Linked DNA regions of Mus musculus: region 1 is linked to region 2. The links are chromatin contacts, called in public Hi-C maps. All regions are on one chromosome and are shown on one strand. Each heading gives the region's core, a stretch centred on a gene start, on an enhancer-like site or on the middle of the called end of the contact. The rest is flanking DNA. Distances are from core to core; before and after follow the strand shown. Region 1 overlaps Gm34992 (a long non-coding RNA gene). Region 2 has its middle 18 kb from the start of Ackr3.

What was found. Hi-C and Micro-C count contacts between places; a contact is called where the count stands out from the background.
Region 1: a Hi-C map of cortical neurons shows a contact between it and region 2, with 2.3 times the contacts expected there. The contact joins two enhancer-like sites. A contact is called at or near these places in 5 of 484 Hi-C or Micro-C datasets (cortical neurons, embryonic stem cells, ganglionic eminence and 1 more).

The regions. Positions count from the first base shown.
Region 1 is chr1:90,353,165-90,359,146 of GRCm38.p6, reverse strand. The region is part of intron 1 of Gm34992 (a long non-coding RNA gene); the gene reads right to left. Among named protein-coding and RNA genes, the nearest start is that of Gm34992, 18 kb to the right of the region's middle. Within about 2 kb of position 2,381, at least 16 of the 459 cell types and tissues checked have an H3K27ac peak or open chromatin away from gene starts, as enhancers often do. A contact at or near this core is called in cortical neurons, where this site is marked.
Region 2 is chr1:90,219,486-90,225,454 of GRCm38.p6, reverse strand. No RefSeq gene overlaps it. Among named protein-coding and RNA genes, the nearest start is that of Ackr3, 18 kb to the right of the region's middle. Within about 2 kb of position 2,789, at least 60 of the 459 cell types and tissues checked have an H3K27ac peak or open chromatin away from gene starts, as enhancers often do. A contact at or near this core is called in cortical neurons, where this site is marked.

The DNA.
Region 1 (5,982 bases), core at 1,132-3,631, 130 kb before region 2:
CCTGCTGGGACTCTCCCAGAACTTGAGTATACATAGTCCTGTCCCCAGAAGACTTCTGTGAGCCTGTGGGGGGTGGTGGTGGGGTGGACCTTAGAGTGTGCAGAGAAGAACCCAAGGGCAGTGTCATTCTTAGAAAGTTAACTTAAGTTCCACCAAATGTCTGGAAAGGGAACTTGGGAGACAGCTTGGTTTTGCCACAGAAGAACGAGGACCTGAGTTTAATGCCTAGAACTTATATTCAAAACAAAAACAAAACAAGAAGAAAGTCCATGCAGATATAGATATGGTGGTGTGCATCTATTATGCCCGGGCTAGGGAAGCATAGGCAGGAGGATACTCGGGGTTCACCAGCCAGACACCCTAGCCTCAGTGAGCACAAGCCAGTGAGAGACACTGTCCCAACAAAGTGAGTGACTTTGGAGGATGATGTCAACTCATGATGACCTTGGGCCTCCACAGACAACACATATGCATGTAGACTGGCACATATGCAACAGACACACACATACACAGACCACACACACACACATATATATATATATATATACATATATATATATATACACTATATACCACATACATACACACACACACACTATATATCACATACACACATAATACATACCACATCACACACACATACACACACCACATACCACAGACATGCATATGCACACACTCCACACACATACATACCACAGACATGCGCACACACACAACACACACTACATACCACACACACACACCACCACCACCACCACCACTACACACAATACATACACACATACACATGCCACATTCATTCCATATATACTACATATCACACACACCACACATGCACACATACACACACATATACACACAGTATATATCACACACAAACAATACATACAAGACCACAGAACAGACATGCAAACACATACATACCACCACACACACAATACACACACACATATATACCACTGTCACACATCATACATACTACATATCACACACATTACACGCACACACACATATACACACACCACATACCACAGACATGTATACAATACACACACACATACCATATACCAAAGACATGTATACACATACACCACACACCACATACCATACACACACACACACACACACACATACACACACATACATGGACACATGCACACATGCACACATGCCTAAGAAAAGAGTTCCTGGCTGTGACACTGAAAACATGAAATTGTAAGAGGATGCTAGGATGTTTGCAATCTTTCCTGACTATGTCAACATTCCTCGGCTCCGCAGCTTCTTCTCTGTGGCTATTTTCTCCATCACTGGGAATAGACATGAAATGTGCCCTTTGTCTAAAATTCTCTAATTTAGAGTTATAATTGTTTTGTTTGTTTGGTTGGTTTGGGGATTTTTTTTTGAGGTGCCAATATAACTGTTTCTATAATTGCTGTTGAGAGCTCATTGGATTCCAAGAACCCTCTAAACTTCAAACAGAAAAAAGAAACCCTTGCCTGAGAGCATATAAGTTGCTACAGCTGTTCTCTCTAAAAATGCCTGTGACTTGTTTTTCCAGAAGAGGAAAGTGCAATACACTTTTTAAAGAGCCTAGAACTCTCATAAAAATAGCTACTTTTGTCAACATGGTTTTATTGGGTTATGAGAAAAACAAGAAAGCCATTATTTCCATGTCTTAAATGCTCAAGTAATTTATGTCCTCCACAGTACTGCCCATTAAAGCACAGGTATGAAACAGTGTTGCCAGAGACATGAGCACAGGGAGAAAATGCTCACCGTGTGATGCTGACTGAAGGCAAGCAAAAGAAAAGCTGCCCACATAGAGTCCTTGAGATCCAGATAATAATATCATTTTAAGTGTCAGCACAATTTACCAAACCTGTGCTGTGTGCCAGATTATCAGGTACAAGGTAGCACTTGTTTACATCAAATCTCTACAGGACAGGAAGGTGTTATTCTCATTTTCTAGATGAGAAAACGGGTTTTGGGGGAGCCAAAAATCTTCTCTTATTTGGAAAAACCCGTGTTGGAACTTTGTACCCCTCAAAATTCCCAAACCAGAAGCACCAGCATCTCCTGGCAGCACCAGCACCTCCTGACAGTACCAGCATCTCCTGACAGCACCAGCATCTCCTGACAGCACCAGCATCTCCTGACAGCACCAGCATCCCCTGACACTCAGACCCACGCTGACCTCAAAGCATGGATTTTCACCTGCTGCCCAGGCAACTTGCACACACATTCAGCTTCAAGCAACATTCCAGTTCTAAGCTACTCTAGGAAGAGGAAGAACCCTGCATCTGACTGTTAGTGGTGATCAGCTGTGATTTTAATCATCTCATTTGCACTTTTCTGTATTTGGCAAACAGCTTCCATCATATGTTCTGTCTATAATAAGAGAAGCATTGAAACGAGTGAACCAGCTAGACTTGTTGACGCAACAGTATGTAGCTCTATAAAAATCTTACATGGGAGCCAATTCTTTCTCTCCATCCCTTCCACCACCAGCAGCAGCTGCAGATTTAGGAAGCTCAATTACAATGTTCAGTATAAACAGGAAAGGGTTAATCTACCCTGGGGATGATGCCACCGTCAGGGAGTTACCTGGTACAGATTTTTTTTTTCTCGTTCCAGATGGTTGTGAGCCACCATGTGGTTGCTGTGATTCGAACTCCAGACCTTCGGAAGAGCAGTTGGGTGCTCTTACCCACTGAGCCATTGGCACAGATGGTTAAAGAAGCCTGGTGTTCACCCACCTGGACAATCGGCTGATCAGGGCAGCCAGTGTGTATGCCCTCTTCGGGGCCAGCTGTCCCTTCCCAGGCGGCTCCACTGTGAGGCCACAGACTGGAGTGACAGGAATTTCACTGTTTCCTCCAGTTGGTTCAGGCAATGAGCTGCTGAGAGAGTGAGAGGGTGGGCCACGGTGGGCATCCGTGAGAGGACTAACAGCACTGTTACAGCCTGATGCTAGAAGCCTGGCCCTCTAGAGCCACTGATCCATACCTTCTCTCTGCCCTGTATGACAAAAAAAAAAGATTCCTGATGATGAGAGAGATCAAACTCTGTCCCATCAGCCTCCCCATGCTGTTCTCGGCTACCGTTCCACATTCATCAAAGCATGCCAGGAAGTGATGTCCTTGTAAATCCACCTTAGGTCTGATGGGGTCCCCAACTTGTCTGAGTATCATCTCCTTTCCTTGATGACCAAAGAAGAGTCAATAGGAATCCTTATGACAGAGAAAAGGGCCAGCCAGGCTTCTCTAGACCCAATATCAGGACTGTGACTGACTGGTCATTCGCCTGCTACAAAGACCCTTGAGGAGGTTTTGCTTTGGGTGTAAGTGTTCCTGGGCCTCTCCAGGAGATGGTGTTTTAAAGATGAGGAATTTAGAAGTGGCCCTGATTTTCTTTCTGTGCCAAATGAAGGTCATTTCAGCAAGGGGATGTCCGGGATATAGTGTGACTCCCAACTGGGTTGTCCATTCCCAACATCTGGTACCCCATGGGCTCCCCAGAATGTGATCAGCTCTTCTTTGGAGATTCCAGGCAGTGTGCCCATGTGAATGGCTTACATGGGCAGTGCAGCATGAACCATGCACAAGAGGGCCCAGGGCAGTAGAAAATCAAGAGACAGGAGGTTATCAAAGAATAGTCTGGAATTACAACCCAAGGTACCTGTTTCTGTCACTTGTGGTGATAGCAAAACCAAGTGGCCCTCAGAGGAAAGATGTGCAGGCCGGTTGCTTGTTTCTAGGAACCTATGTTAAGGTGTTCCCTAAATTGCAGGGTGATTGGGAGCATAGGGGATTTGTAAGGTTGCAAAGACCCAAGGTAACAGCCATATAAAGTAGGGAAGGGACTACAGATGCATCCACATGTCAGGGGCCTGGGTCAGGGCTGGGGTGGGGTATGGGGATAAGACGTCCCAGAGAGCTTGGTAGGTTCTGCATAGTGATACTGATATTTTGATTTCATGCTCTTGGCCCAGTACTTGTTAGAGCAGCCCTAAGATGGGGCTGAAGGTGCCAAGGAGAGATTTGAGTATCTTATTTATTCTCCAAATGGTAGGAGCTAGTGAGATGGCTCAATGGGTAAAAATAAACAAACAGACAAACCAACAACCCACAAACGCTTGATCACCTGAGATCAGTTCCTAGAATCCATTTGAAAGCCAGATGTGGGGGGGTCCCCTCATCTCATTATAGCAAGAGTGGAGGGGGATGTCAGTTCCTGACAGTTGTCTTCTGAGCTCCACTCACACACATACACCACGCATATACACAGTGGTAACAGATGAAAATAAAGCATCTATAAAAGGTTTATAAAAAGAAAATAAAAATGAGAAAAGAAAGGAAGGGAGGAAGGAAGGAAGGAAGGAAGGAAGGAAGGAAGGAAGGAAGGAAGGAAGAAAGGAAGGAAGGAAGGAAGACAGGCAGGCAGGCAGGCAGACAGACAAATAGACAGACAGACAGACAGACAGACAGACAGACATAAAAAGGGAGTAGCCAAGGAGAGAAAGACTTGAAACAGATAGGAGGGGCCCAACTGTCAAGAAGGCAGACATTGGTCCCGCTGAGCAGAGACTCCAAAGTAGTAGTTCCAAAAGAAAATTCTGCCCATCCCAACTCCTCCAACTCCACTACCTCTTTCCCCAACCCCAGGTCCTTGTTATCTTTCTCCTTCCTTCCTATAAGCTATACTCCAGGACAGGACTGAAGCAGAGGAGACACCTGAATACTTTGTGGTTGGGCCAGCTAGATTGATAGCTCATCCTTTAAGGAGTCCCAGACTAACAGCTGGATGATACCGTATCCATTGGTCTCTGGGAACCAATAAAGGAGTTCTAAAATCTCTGTCTGTCTCTCTCTGTGTGTGTCCTCTCTCTGTGTGTATCTGTCTCTGTCTGCCTCTCTCTCTCTCTCTCTCTCTCTCTCTCTCTCTCTGCCTCTCTCTCTCTCTGTCTGCCTCTCCCTCTCTCTGTCTGCCTCTCTCTCTGTCTGCCTCTCTCTCTCTGTCTGCCTCTCTCTCTCTCTCCCTGAACCTCACTCTCTGTGGTTCCTGAATTTCATTCTTCAGATTTGCAAGAAAAACAAACAAACAACCCTGAAATCTGAATTACAGTTGAGAATGGCTTTGGTGGCTTCATTAGTTTGAATGAGATGTCCCCCATAAGTCTCAGATCTTTGAATACCTGATCCTAGGGAAGTCTCACTTTTGTTTTCTCCTGATTCAACTAACCAGTTTCCAGAGAGAGAGAAAAAGACATATGACCACTGTAATCCAGCCCCGAGATGGGCAGGGAGCTTTTAACATCAAAACCCATCTTAGGCATCCCTAGTGGTGTTATGGTCTGACCAGCTTTGATGGGCCCAAGTTCCTGCCAGAGACGCCAGACACCTGCATACCGACTGTTCCCAAGCCAAAAGTAAGTACTCAAGGGCCTGGGAAATCTCAGCACTGACTTGCAAAGAGTGGATCAAATGTCTCTTTCTTTCAGAGCTAGGAGGCCGAAACAAAACCGCTTAGAAGAAACGAACTGACTTTCCATTTCAAAACGCCAGCTTTATCCTGCCCAGGGTGGTCTCGGTTCTCTCCACCCTCTGATCTTGTTTATCAGGTTCGCTTTTAAAGGCCCCTCAAAGATTATTTATGGGTGTAGGCTTAAGCCTTTGGAGACTGTTCTTTCAAGAGACAGATGGGTTTAAAGCCACTGTCACTTTGCCTAACTGATGTGGTCACGTGGCAAGGCATAGGGAGAGAGGGATCTGTCTCTCTAAAGGATAAATATGACAGAGATTAAACTCATTATAAACAAGAGGGATTAAAAACCTAGAGCTGGCCACAGCAGACTCAAATGACTGAGAATAATCTCCTGGGGAATTCTATTTTTTTTTAAGAGAGTATTAGCAGAGCTTGGGGCTAGTATCTTGGGTTATGCTCATAAAATCAGCAGTCCTGTACTAGTGGGACAATAAA
Region 2 (5,969 bases), core at 1,540-4,039:
TAATCACTCAGGAAAGAGAATATGGTGCAGGGTGGGGATAGGGAGGTGTGTGTGGGGGGTGGGGGAGGGGGACCTTCCTAAGGGTATCAGGGGTCTTGGAAAGCCATCAAAAGGAAGCCCAGAGCTCAGCTTCAGGGAAGCAGCAGCTGCCTCCAATGTTGGTGTATCTCAGCTAGGGAAGGACCCAAAGCTAAGTAGCCAAAAGGAGCTACAAGCAGGCACTGCCATGGGAACTGGGGCTACAGAGATGAGATGAGCCTGCCAGAGACACTGAACACAGTAGAGAGGGAAGAGGACCTCTCAGGCTGTGACAAAAGAAAAAAAGAAAAAGAAAAAGAAAAAGAAAAAAACCCAAAAAAAACTACAAAGTATAGTGGTAGAAGGCAGTGGCTGAAGTCACTCCTTCCACCTAAGGCACAGAAGAGGAGGATGGGAAAATGTCTGAGAGCACCAGGAAAGAAAGGCTAAATAGTCCCTCAACAGAAATGGAGGGCAAGGGGCTCCGGGAACCACAGTCACACCCAGATCAGGCAGCCTACTCAGGGATGCAGCCAGCATCCTCAGCAAACAAAAGAACCACCTCCAAGTTAGGGTTGGTTTGCCTCAGCACTGTGGACATTTAGGACTGGATCATAGACTACCGCAAGCACCACCCTGGGTACTACAGGATGTCTAGACACATCCCTGACCTCTGGCTACTGGATATTAGTTAGCAGCAGCATCCAAGTATAACACCCAAGCTATCTCCAGACCTTGTCAAGGATTCCCTGGGAGCAGAACCACGCCCTGTTGAGAACCACTACTCTGACTCATGGCAGGGGGAGATCACATGGGTCTTCCATCTCAGGTAAGCTCATCTGAAGAAATTGCACATGCAAATCGGTGGATGGTAGAGTAAGAAGGACCCTTTTTGTCAGCAGGACACTGCAGTACAGCAGTAGCTGGATCCACTGTGGCATGGCTAAGCTCAGAGGCAGCCCATTTCCTATGACCAGTGAAGCATAGGGCGTAGCCATGTATTTCCAGGGAAGTGATGCTTCCTTCTGCCGTATGTTTCACAAGGTACAGAAGGGAAAAGCAAGCAGAGAAAGAAGGGGGACGGAGCTCAACTGTGACAGTCACTAGCATCATGCTGACCCCTGCAAGGACAGATTGGACAGCGTGAGCTTCCCTGGCAGAGCAGAAGCCTGAAGAAACACAAAGCTAGAGTTGTACAGGCCTGCACTGGCTCTCAGCCTCAGAGCCAGGACATCTGTCAAAGCAGGACACCAGAGTCATACATACAGCATGCTCCGTCACACCATGTACACAAGACAATACACACAGAGCTTACCATCATACAAAATAGGCCAGCCAGGAGACACTATATACACAGGATAGAGACTATACATACACAACACACCATACAGCATTTACATGCTAGTATATATGTGTATATATACCTGACCCCACGGAGTGGCACTATTTGGAGGTGTGACCTTGTTCGAGTAGGTGTGTCACTGTGGGGGTAGGCTTTAAGACCCTCATCCTAGCTGCCTGAAAGCCAGTATTCTGTTAGCAGCCTTCAGATGAAGATGTAGAACTCTCAGCTCCACCTGCACCATGCCTGCCTGGATGCTGCCATGTTCCTGACTTGATGATAACAGACTGAACCTCTGAACCTGTAAGCCAGCCCCAAATAAATGTTTTTATAAGAGTTGCCTTGGTCATGGTGTCTGTTCATAGCAGTAAAACCCTAACTAAGACACATGCAAACACTTCTCATACATATACAATCCTCATGCAACAGTCCACGTAAACACCATACATATTAGTTATACATAACACAGTACTAGGTTCATGTATACTCACACCCCACATATACCATACACACAATATACATATAACATCACACACACACACACACACACACACACACACACACATACAAGTAAGAAGCTACACTATCCCCTTTGAAACGGCTTTAACGCTGTCCCCATCCTGAGAGAGTAACCAAGGAGCCACCGTCTTATGCCTTTCTCTGCTTCCCCCACCGCAGCCCACACCTCAGATGCCAGTGCAAACATAACAGACTCAAGGAACAACATATGTGGAACACTGACCTCATCAGAGGGGCTTTACTGAATGAGAAACCATAGCTGTCTTGAAACTCTAGGGGAATTAAAGATATCAGCCAAGGCAAGGCAAGTTTGGATTCCCATGGAACCATGAACTTTGGGCACATCCCTACTTCATAAGGAGCCAGGAGGACAAAGTCCCAGGATGTGCAGGGCTGAAACCATCCACCCAGGAAGCCTCAGGCTTCTCTGTGTTCTCTTTCGTTTTCCTATCCTGGGCTTCGTTTTTTCTGTCCAGAGAGAGGGAACACTGTGACCTTTGAATTCTGTGTAAGGATAAGCCACCACACAGGAACTGACAGTCTTAGTATTCATTAGTTCTCTTCAGACAGACCCCTTCACTTTCCCCCAAAAGAACAGTTAAAAGTGACGGCATCCTGGGAGCTGAGGCTTAAGGTCCAAGCTTTGTCCCTGGGCCTGCCCTGCAGTTCTGGCCATCAGCAGGATTCCTTCTCTGTAAGCCTTCCCTGTTTCTCTGATCTAAAGGACCACGCCTTCCTCTCCGCTAAGACTCCAGGATGCCCCTCGCCTTGATGCGCTCGCCAAGTCTCATTGCCCATCACCACTGCAGGCTGAGAGCATCTCTAAAGGAACCGCAGTGGTTCCATTGCTGCTCTTTAAAAGACATGCTCATTGTGCAGCCAACAGTGGTGTGCCATAAAGCCTGTCCAACTAATGATTGAATGAGCGAATGTATGGACGGATGAATGAATGAACAGGAACAAGTGCAGAATAAATCGTCAGCAAAGACATTTCTCGGGCTGCACAGCTGGGCGACTGGCGATTTTTCATTTACACTTCACGCGCCACACGAAATTCAAATTCTCATTACAGCACATTGCAGAACGCAGCCTGCACTTTCAACAAGGACCCTGAGAAATGTGACGGTGGGGGGAACCTTTAATGCTTTCTTCCTATTGATTACGGCCCCGTGGAAAGGAATGAAAAGATAACTTCAAACGCTTTCGTATGAAAGGCAAAAAGAGGAAGCAAATTGTGCACGGCTTGCTGAAGCCAGGCCTCTTCAGACACGCCACCGCCACCAACAAGACACGTCTGCTGCCCGCCACATGGCGCGTTGCCGTGCCAACATACATTCTGAGTCACCCAAGCAGATTTAATGCCATCGCCCCAACGACTTTCTCTCTGCCTTTTCTTGTGAAAACTGTTCAAGGGAAGACACTGACCTACCTAGGAAATGGTTTTAATCAGGTTTGTTCCGGAAATAACTATGGAAATGCAGATGCTTCTGGACGTTCTGTTGTGACAAATGGCTGAGAAGTCCCCTAGGCCACACCCCTCAGCCTGTAGGAAAAACTGCCCTGAGTGGCAGCCGTTCAGAATCCTACATGAAGTGTCATCAGCATATGAAAGCACACAGACTCCAAAGCCGTACCTCACTTTTCACATACCACACAGACAACCATGACCACCTTTATACAGGATCCTGCCCTGGGTCCATGAATCTCAGACGCTGTGAATCAGAACCCTCAGAAACAGACGCCGAGGCAGTGTGGAACACGAGTAAAGGACTGTGTGAATGGCGTCTTAGAGAAAGCCAGGTGACCAGACACTTGTAGCAGACATCCAGCAAGCTCGAAAGCATGGGTTTCACCAAGGGGCCATCCATTTCTACGCTGGTGACAGAATCTCAGAGCATCTCCACTTCCAGTGACAGGAAGATGAATCATAGGGGCTAGGGAGGGGGGTCGAGAGCTCAGGAAATCTCTAAGAACATTAGTGTGGCCCTGAGCGGTTTTCCAAATGCATCCCACTCTGGTCATTCAGCTGCATTGACTCACAGGTATGCTGTGTTTCATGCTCACCAGTAATCCTCTCAGAAAGTGGGAGGTAGTATGAGAAATATACGCACCTCACGGAGCTTAAATGAAGCCAATGGTGTAGATCTCCCAGACCTAGTGCTGTCCTGTGGGCCCCTATCCACTGACTATGTTCTTTCCAGGGCTATGTGTTTATTTGTTTATTTTTACACTTGCTTATTATGCATGGGAGAGGGTCATAGGACAATCTGTGACTCTGTTGGCCCCCTTTAGGTGCGTTTCCCAGCCCAGCGCTGTGGGTCTTGAGGGCCATACCACGAGACAGAAGAAGAGCTGGTAAGGTTGAAAGCTCAGACCCTGGTGAATCTCAGAATTGAGACTGCCTGCCCCTACCTGCTCTGGAATATAACTACTGACACCCCACTGAGAACCATGGCAACCAGTCACGTGGCATAGAAACCTAGAGTTCTCCATGCTAATGAGGTATCTAGATAGGCCCCAGTGTTCAGCCAATGAGCTCCCTTCCTGGGCATCCCTTCCTGCAAAGGCATTTAATCCCTGGTTCACCCTAAGTGAGGAATATGCATTCACAACTGCCATATATAAAGCAGTATGAACAAGCGAAGACTCTCTCTTCATTAAAGATCGCCTGGGATGTGGGATAGGGAGAAGAGAAGCCTTCAGGGTAAACAGATCTTCTAGATCTCCTGAGAAGGCCTTCTCCCTTCCAGCCCCTCTGTACTCTGAGCACTCACTCAGAATCAAACCTGGTTCTTCCCTCACCTTGGGCTCTGCCTTTCCCTTCCTGTGTGGCCCTGAGAGGAAGCACAGACTGGAGAGCCCTATTCCTAACTCCCAGTGGTACACCAGCAGTGCCTGGGTATGCGGGAGCCTCGCAACCACAGCAATCGTCCGAGGCTCCACTGCTTCCCACTCTGGGAAAACACAGACTGAGGACTCCCATTACGGACAGAGTTCTTCCTCCCCTGTGCAGCCGGCTGGTGGTGTTCCGGGCACTCCAGTGGCGAGGCAGACACAGAGCCCAGCATGGGACTTGTCAGAGGCCCTGCTAAAGAGATAATTGGTATCCTGGAGTTTCAAGTCCTAGATAAACCCCAGGCTCTCCTCGTTACCATTCATTGATGACTGGGGCCTGGTGCTTCATTGTTTTGTGGCAGTACTGTGTGCTTAGCCTCAACTCATGACATGCTAGTTTTCTCATCTCTCTCTCTCTCTCTCTCTCTCTCTCTCTCTCTCTCTCTCACCCTCTCTCTCACTCTCTCTCACTCTCCCTCCCTCTCTTCCTCTCCCTCCCTCTCTCACTCTCCCCCTCTCCCTCTCCCTCTCTCATACACACACACACACACACACACACACACACACACACACACACAAATGTCTGTGCATTACGGCATTGTCAAGTGTATCTTAGGACAGTTGCCTCAGGAGAAAGCCACAACTAAGGCAGATGAGCCCCAAAGGCAAATCTTTCACCTCACTCTGAAATGCTTTATTATGAAAGAAAAAAAGAAAGAATAAATATTGTCCAGAGCCTGAAGATGGGCCAGCTGTTGTCTTCTGAGTGTTCTGTGACAAGCCCTCTGCAAGGACCCTGTGGTTTGATCATCACACAGTTACCATTTGGGACAAGGCTTATCACACAGAAGAGCAACTGGGGCTCAGCAGAGTTAAAGCCTTTCCCAGTTCCCTGCATGGTAACCAGTGACAGCTCTTTGGGCTACTCCCAGGGCTTGCCCCCACCATGGTAGGACCAGCGCCTTCTAGAAGATGAACCTCAAATCATTTGGCTCATCCCAAACATGATATCGGAAACCATGTCTGCGCGTGTGTTGGTGCAGGAGCAGTAGCAAGTCCAGTCATGTCCTTCTGCGGCCATATGTTTTCAAGTGTGCGAGGGCATGAGAGTCAGAGTATGGGAAGTAAATATTCTTAGAAGGGTTGACCCACAGCTGACCCAGATACCCCAAATGCAATGAAACACTGCAAAGTCATATTGTACAGGGACAGCAATGCCCCCTCAGAACTTGCTCAAACTTGTCTCATACCATGT